Regions from separate parts of the Zea mays genome. Here region 2 is linked to region 1. Evidence: chromatin contacts called from public Hi-C data. All regions are on one chromosome and are shown on one strand. Each heading gives the region's core, a stretch centred on a gene start, on an enhancer-like site or on the middle of the called end of the contact. The rest is flanking DNA. Distances are from core to core; before and after follow the strand shown. Region 1 holds the start of LOC100193515. Region 2 holds the start of LOC100285617 (FIP1).

Region 1 (2,810 bases), core at 71-2,570:
CTTTGCGATGTAGTGCTGTGCTCTCCTACGGTACCGGTCAAATAGCAACACAAGTGGATGAACCACAACCATAGCTACAAACAAAAAGATTGCTGCAACTGCAGTCACCAAATAGAAGCAAACCCCTCTGACTCTTGAAGCCAATTGCTGACCTGTTAAAACAATTTCAAGTTAGCACAAGGAGATCCAATTCTACAGTTTGATACATTGTGGTGTTCTTTGTAGACGATTCAATCCACACAAGCTATTTGTCACCTTGTTGTACATGTGCACATGCTTTCTAATAAACATGAGACACAGCTAGCACCTGCATCTATTGATTCTTCTACGCGCCTGAAACAGTGAAACACAATGGTGCAGCACGGCTATACCATGCTATTTGCTATAAGATGTCTAAAAGGATACACACTGCCAGATGTGTCCCAATTTCAGTTAGATAGGAGGGCCGGTTGTGATCATAGTTGATAGTATTATAATGATAGGAACCAAACGACTCTTTGTTTGCAATTTGAATCTACCGTGATCGTTTAAACCACGGAGCATTAGCAACAGTGATTTAGGGGGGTGTTTGTTTGCGATTACAATCTGCACAGATTGTATAATCCAGATTTCAGCACCCCATAATTTAGGGCATTTAACCTTTTGCGATTATGAAAGGGATCCCTCTCACATTCACTTTATCATAGTGGCAGATTATTTACCTGACATCTCACGGCCATCTTCAAATGAAACGGTTAAAACATTTTAACATACTCAGCAAGGTGGATACCTGGGAGCGCCCGCGTCGAATCCCCAGCTGCCGCGGCGGCTGCGCCACCGGCGACGACATCCGACCGCACAACCATACCTCTCCGGCGGCGCCATCTCGTCGCCAGAACCTGCGTACTCGGGGACCGGAACACCGCCACCGACACCGACACCCGATGCCGCAAGCTCCTCGCGCCACCGCCAACGACAGCCACTACGGACCAACCAAAATAAATCATAAGATAAGATCAGCGCCGTGGCGTGGCTTCCCCCCGGAGAGACAGGCCGGCAGAGAGGCGAGTCGGCGATACCGTGGGCGGATGAGGAGGAGGGGGAAGCGATGGGGAGAGGCGACGCGGCGGGCCCCGGCCGGATGAGCGTCCCCATGGTCGGCCCGCGAAACCAGCCCGTGATCTCGTTCGCGATGGAGTATGGCCGGCGACGCGGACGCGGTGGGGGAGGTGGCGCGCACGTGGCGAACGTGGGATTGGGGTCGGGGTGATGGCTTTCGCTTGAGTTTGAGAGACGAGTGAGGAATGGATAAAATCGTGGCGCGGCGGTCGGTGACGGTGGGTGGCTGGGTGCTTGTGCAGTTGTGCTTGTGTGCGATGGCGAGGCGATCGACCGGCGGTGGGGCCTACCCGGCCGGCAGAACGTGGGTCCAGATGCGCTAAAATCCTTCGAGGTTTTCAAAGTTCCTTGTGTGCGGTTTGGAACTTACCTGGAAGGCCAATGTTTGTAAATTTGTTCACCTGAAACTCCGAAGCTGCCGTAGTGCATGCCAACTAGTACTACCACTTTCAGCAGTGACCTTTTAAGCTCAAGCAACAGAAGACCTGGGTTCTAATTCCCTCAGAACAGTACATAGCAACGAAAGAATTGTGTACACCAGGTTACACCGTTTGCATACAACATGGTCATTTTCTGCAACCGGAAGATGCTTCCAACTAATAGGTTCTTTATACGGAAAAAGAGACATAGTTAAATTACACTACTATTATGTGATATACACTCTTAATTTGTCAGATTGAGGCATGTGTGGTCACTGATTCCATGTGACACGAAAATACAACATGTAAAACAGAGACGAAGAACTGAAGCACCACAACTACATTCCCTATAGCCTACACTGTTATTGTTCCACTCATAATATGGACTACATGATTTCCGGGGGGGAGTGTGTGGAGAAGAAACTAAAGGAGATGCACATGACAGGATCAGAACAGCAGGAGGGGCAAAAGAAAGAATAGAAACACTGTTAGCTCCCAAGCCAGCCTCTGGCATCAATCAATTCGTTGCGCCCTGGCCAGGTGAGGAGCAACACCTGTGTGTGGCTTCGGCTGCACTGCAGAGAGGTCGGTTAATCTGTACAGGGCGCCCTCTTCCAACTTCTATGACTGCCTGCATCTTTCAATGACTTCGGTGACAGCTGAATGTGTTTCCCTTGTCATCATGTTGAGCTGCAGGTGAAATGACTGCAGGAGAACGAGACGGCTGGGTAAATTATGAGCGAAAAAAAAACTAGCTCAAGCCTGTCGCAGAAAGAGAAATCGCGAAAAAAAACAACCAAGAAAATTTTGAAGCTAGAGCAGTCTTGTGATATCTAGTAAACATGCCAGAAAATGAATAATAAATGGATATAAGCTACACAAAGAATAGGGAGAGAGCATCTATGGACATGACAAATTACTGGTTCCCAAAAAGTGGCAGTCCATGTATCTATCCACCGTTGCTTCAGACAGAACGTCTAGAAATTTTGGGGACATACCACAAACTTCTCTAGCACTGGTACAAGAACTTTTAAGTTGTTGTCCGGAAGGCAGCTGGAAATGGCTCCTCGAACCTTCATACTGTGGCAGCAAACATACAGCTCAGAAGCTAACCCGCAGTGGGCCTCAACCTAAAATTATAACAAATTAAGTAAACATTATGAAATAAGGCAGTATGGACCTTTCCGTTGAAAGAAAGGCGAGCACAAGTGCTGCGTAGGCCTCCACGATCATCATTTCGGCTTCGCGTTCTCCTTGCAACAAAGATTCTTCGTCATCCTGAAAATTAGGAAG
Region 2 (3,150 bases), core at 325-2,824, 310 kb after region 1:
CTCTCTGTCCTCACCATTTTATCATATATATAGCTAATACACCTGCCCATGGTATCCTCCTAATTACTGCAGTCATAACTCCTATCATTGCCTATTATTATCATTAGGTACGAGCTGAAAATCTAGTAGCATTAAAAACTGAACCTAGACACAATGAACATGAACACACAGGATAGCTAACAGGCCCTTGGCTGGAACTGTCATATCCTTGAATTAGAAAAGCTGTTTGCACGCTTTACTTAGGGTGAGACCTTTAGTTATGCATATTTCCCTGTCCAGATATTTTTTAAATGGAAGTTCCTGTTGAGAGCTCTCTCTCTTAAGATAAATCTTTCAGTCTAAGATAACCGGTTGGTTAGTAAAAAAGGTACCGACAGGATCTGATTGGTTAGTTCGTTTAGTATGATCGGTCAATGCATTTGATAATACTGAATATTCAAGGACATAGTTGAAAAACTTTGCTTCACAATCAATGTGATAGATCAATTCTATCTCTTCAATGTACATATACCATATCAACATGGTATCTATGATGTTTCACGTTACAAAACTGTGTGCATCATCTCAGCTCCATAATTACTTGTTGGAGATATTTGAATGACTTCTCATAGCTGACAAAGCCCATGAACCAAAAATCAAAGCCATCAACAGTGACTACATCAATATACTTCTCATCTGGATTGTATAAATTTTCCCGCACTGAAGCACTTTTCATTCTCTCTGTGGGGATTAACACCTGCAGAAGGTACATATTTTATTAGCTTTGTCCGACATCTTGAGGTCACATTTTATATCTGATAAACTTCAGGTATGCATATTGACGAAGAGATTTTGCTTCAATTACCTTGTAAGGCACCCTTGTACTGCCTCCTTTAGGAGACGTGAAACTCAAAGGCCTATCACTATGGAAAGCAATCTTCTTAGTTGAGATGAAAAGCATTCCAGCTATTGGACCAGCTGTGGTTGAAAGATAGCACTGGAAAGCCTTCCGTAGTTTCTCATCTTTCTCAACTGCAAAGTATTCTCTGAAGACTTTATCAATACCGCCAGCTTGGAGAACCTTTGCACCGAAGCTTAGTTTCCCTTTTATAGTTTCTGAAATTTTTGGTCCCATGGTTACTGCAAAGGAAAAGATTTATCAGTGATGAAACATTTTATTTTATCAACATAACACAACTTTGTGAAAAAGGACAATGGTTGGATTCTTACAGTGTTCTTTGAATCCTTGCATGTAGCTATCTGTTTTATGGCTCAGTTTGTTCATCCGATGAATGAAGGAACTCTTCTTATCTGTATCATCGAAAGGATATCAAGTAAGTATTGGCACAGTTTTTCTTCTCTTTCAAATGAAGCACTGGGGAAGCAGGTTGCGAGATTCTTACTTTTTTTATGAACCATGGCAGAACAGGAAGATTTTCCTTGTCTTTCCTCATCGGCATATGCAAACGAAGTCAATGGAATTCCAATGACATGCTCCTGGGTGAAAGTCTCCATGGCTTGGAGAAGGTCTATCTGCAAATCTGCTTTGATGCTAGGAGACTTCTCTTAGCCTGTGAGAAGTGGATGCCTGCTAGTGCCCAGAGTCTGAGCCATATGGGGGGCATTTATAGGGTGAAGCCACCAAAAAGGCAACTTTATTCCAGGGAACAATGTGGTGTAACCGAATCAGCACTTGATGCTGCATACTCATCATCGCCTCATCGGGGACAAAAGCAAGTCCCGCTTTCTTGACAAAGGAATGGGCATGAGCAGAACAGCTGGAGCTTTCAGCGCAGCCAATGAGGAGGTGCCAATGGTTTCCTTCCCTACTACACTTTCTATTGCTAAATGCTTAGCACAGGGTGCTGACGAGGCTGTTGATGACAAGCTGATAGTTGCTTTCGTAAATTGTAAAGTTCCGATGAGTGAAAAATCTAGGTTTTGCTAATAGTATAATGAACTCTTAAGTTAGGCCCCGTTTCAATCTCACGGGATAAACTTTAGCTTCCTGCTAAACTTTAGCTATATGAATTGAAGTGCTAAAGTTTAGTTTCAATTACCACCATTAGCTCTCTTGTTTAGATTATAAATGGCTAAAAGTAGCTAAAAAAAAGCTGCTAAAGTTTATCTCGCGAGATTGGAACAGGGCCTTAGTCTATGACACGTAGTGCATAACTGACTCTTTTTCCCATCTCAGGAAATAGGTTCATGGAGAGTGGGGACGAAGAAAGTAAAAAAACCACGTGGCTAGTTCAAACCTGAAACCAAACTACCGGTATACACTTGGTTCCGCTATGGTACATGTTTCCCTTTCATGCATACTTGTGAAGGATGTTTTGGAATCTCAACTATTCTAGGAAAATGTGCACATGGTTAGTTTATATGACAAGATGAATGGCATCCGTGTGTTGAAAATGTGGGTTTGATAGTCTGCTACTTAGGTCCTGTTTGTTTCTCTTCTAGATTATATAAGTTGGATTATGGTGGAAGGATAGGAGGGTAAAATATCAATTTTAGGCCACAAATAAGCTGAAATAAGTTAGCATTGGTTAGCTTATTTCAGCTTATTTATGATTCCAAAGTGATATTTTACCTTTCTACTATTCCACAATAATTCAGCTTATATAATTTAGGAGTGAAACAAACAGGGTCGGGTCTTATTAGTGTGGAGCAGAAAAGTAGCAGGAACTAAAAGATGCTTTCTGCTGTGTACTCATCGACACATATTTGTGTAATTATATTCAGAATCAAACCATACTTACTGACGCTGTGAGGGAGAAACACAGATGCTTTAATGTTTTCAGTACTGCTAATGTAGTAATTTGACCTTTTTGAGTTCAGTATGGCCTTGCTGATCCATGATATGTGAAGTTGACTATTTGGCATCAACAATGCCATGCTTGCATCACCTCACGAGTTTGTTTTCTTCATATCTCAAAGCTGTTCCCTTTTTTTTTTTAAAAAAAAGGTTCAAAGCTGTTTGCAGTAATTTACCATTCCTTAATACTGAACTGCTGACCAATGCCAAGCAAAAGAAATATGTTCTGCTGAGCCTTTCGGCTCAAGATCCTCCCTTTAGCTGTGACTCGGACACCAGTGTGCCTTTTCACTTGCGCCTGTGGGACACAGCATTGTGAATCTTAAAACAAACTTTCCCTGTCAGGTTCATGG

Evidence for each region. A called contact is a pair of places that touch in the nucleus more often than the background predicts.
Region 2: a contact with region 1 is called in a Hi-C map of ear, with 3 times the contacts expected there. The contact joins the promoter of LOC100285617 here to the promoter of LOC100193515 in region 1. A contact is called at or near these places in 4 of 25 Hi-C or Micro-C datasets (bundle sheath, ear, endosperm and 1 more).

The regions. Positions count from the first base shown.
Region 1 is chr5:25,640,078-25,642,887 of Zm-B73-REFERENCE-NAM-5.0, forward strand. LOC100193515 reads right to left here and starts at 1,321. Exons shown (of 6, transcript NM_001367031.1): 1 at 1,059-1,321; 2 at 770-961; 3 at 1-152. The coding sequence starts at 1,134. LOC100191427 reads right to left here. Exons shown (of 14, transcript NM_001365488.1): 12 at 2,698-2,795; 13 at 2,516-2,597; 14 at 1,687-2,222. The coding sequence ends at 2,139.
Region 2 is chr5:25,948,844-25,951,993 of Zm-B73-REFERENCE-NAM-5.0, forward strand. LOC100285617 (FIP1) reads right to left here and starts at 1,575. Exons shown (of 4, transcript NM_001158508.2): 1 at 1,383-1,575; 2 at 1,210-1,290; 3 at 845-1,119; 4 at 448-736. The coding sequence starts at 1,494. The coding sequence ends at 560.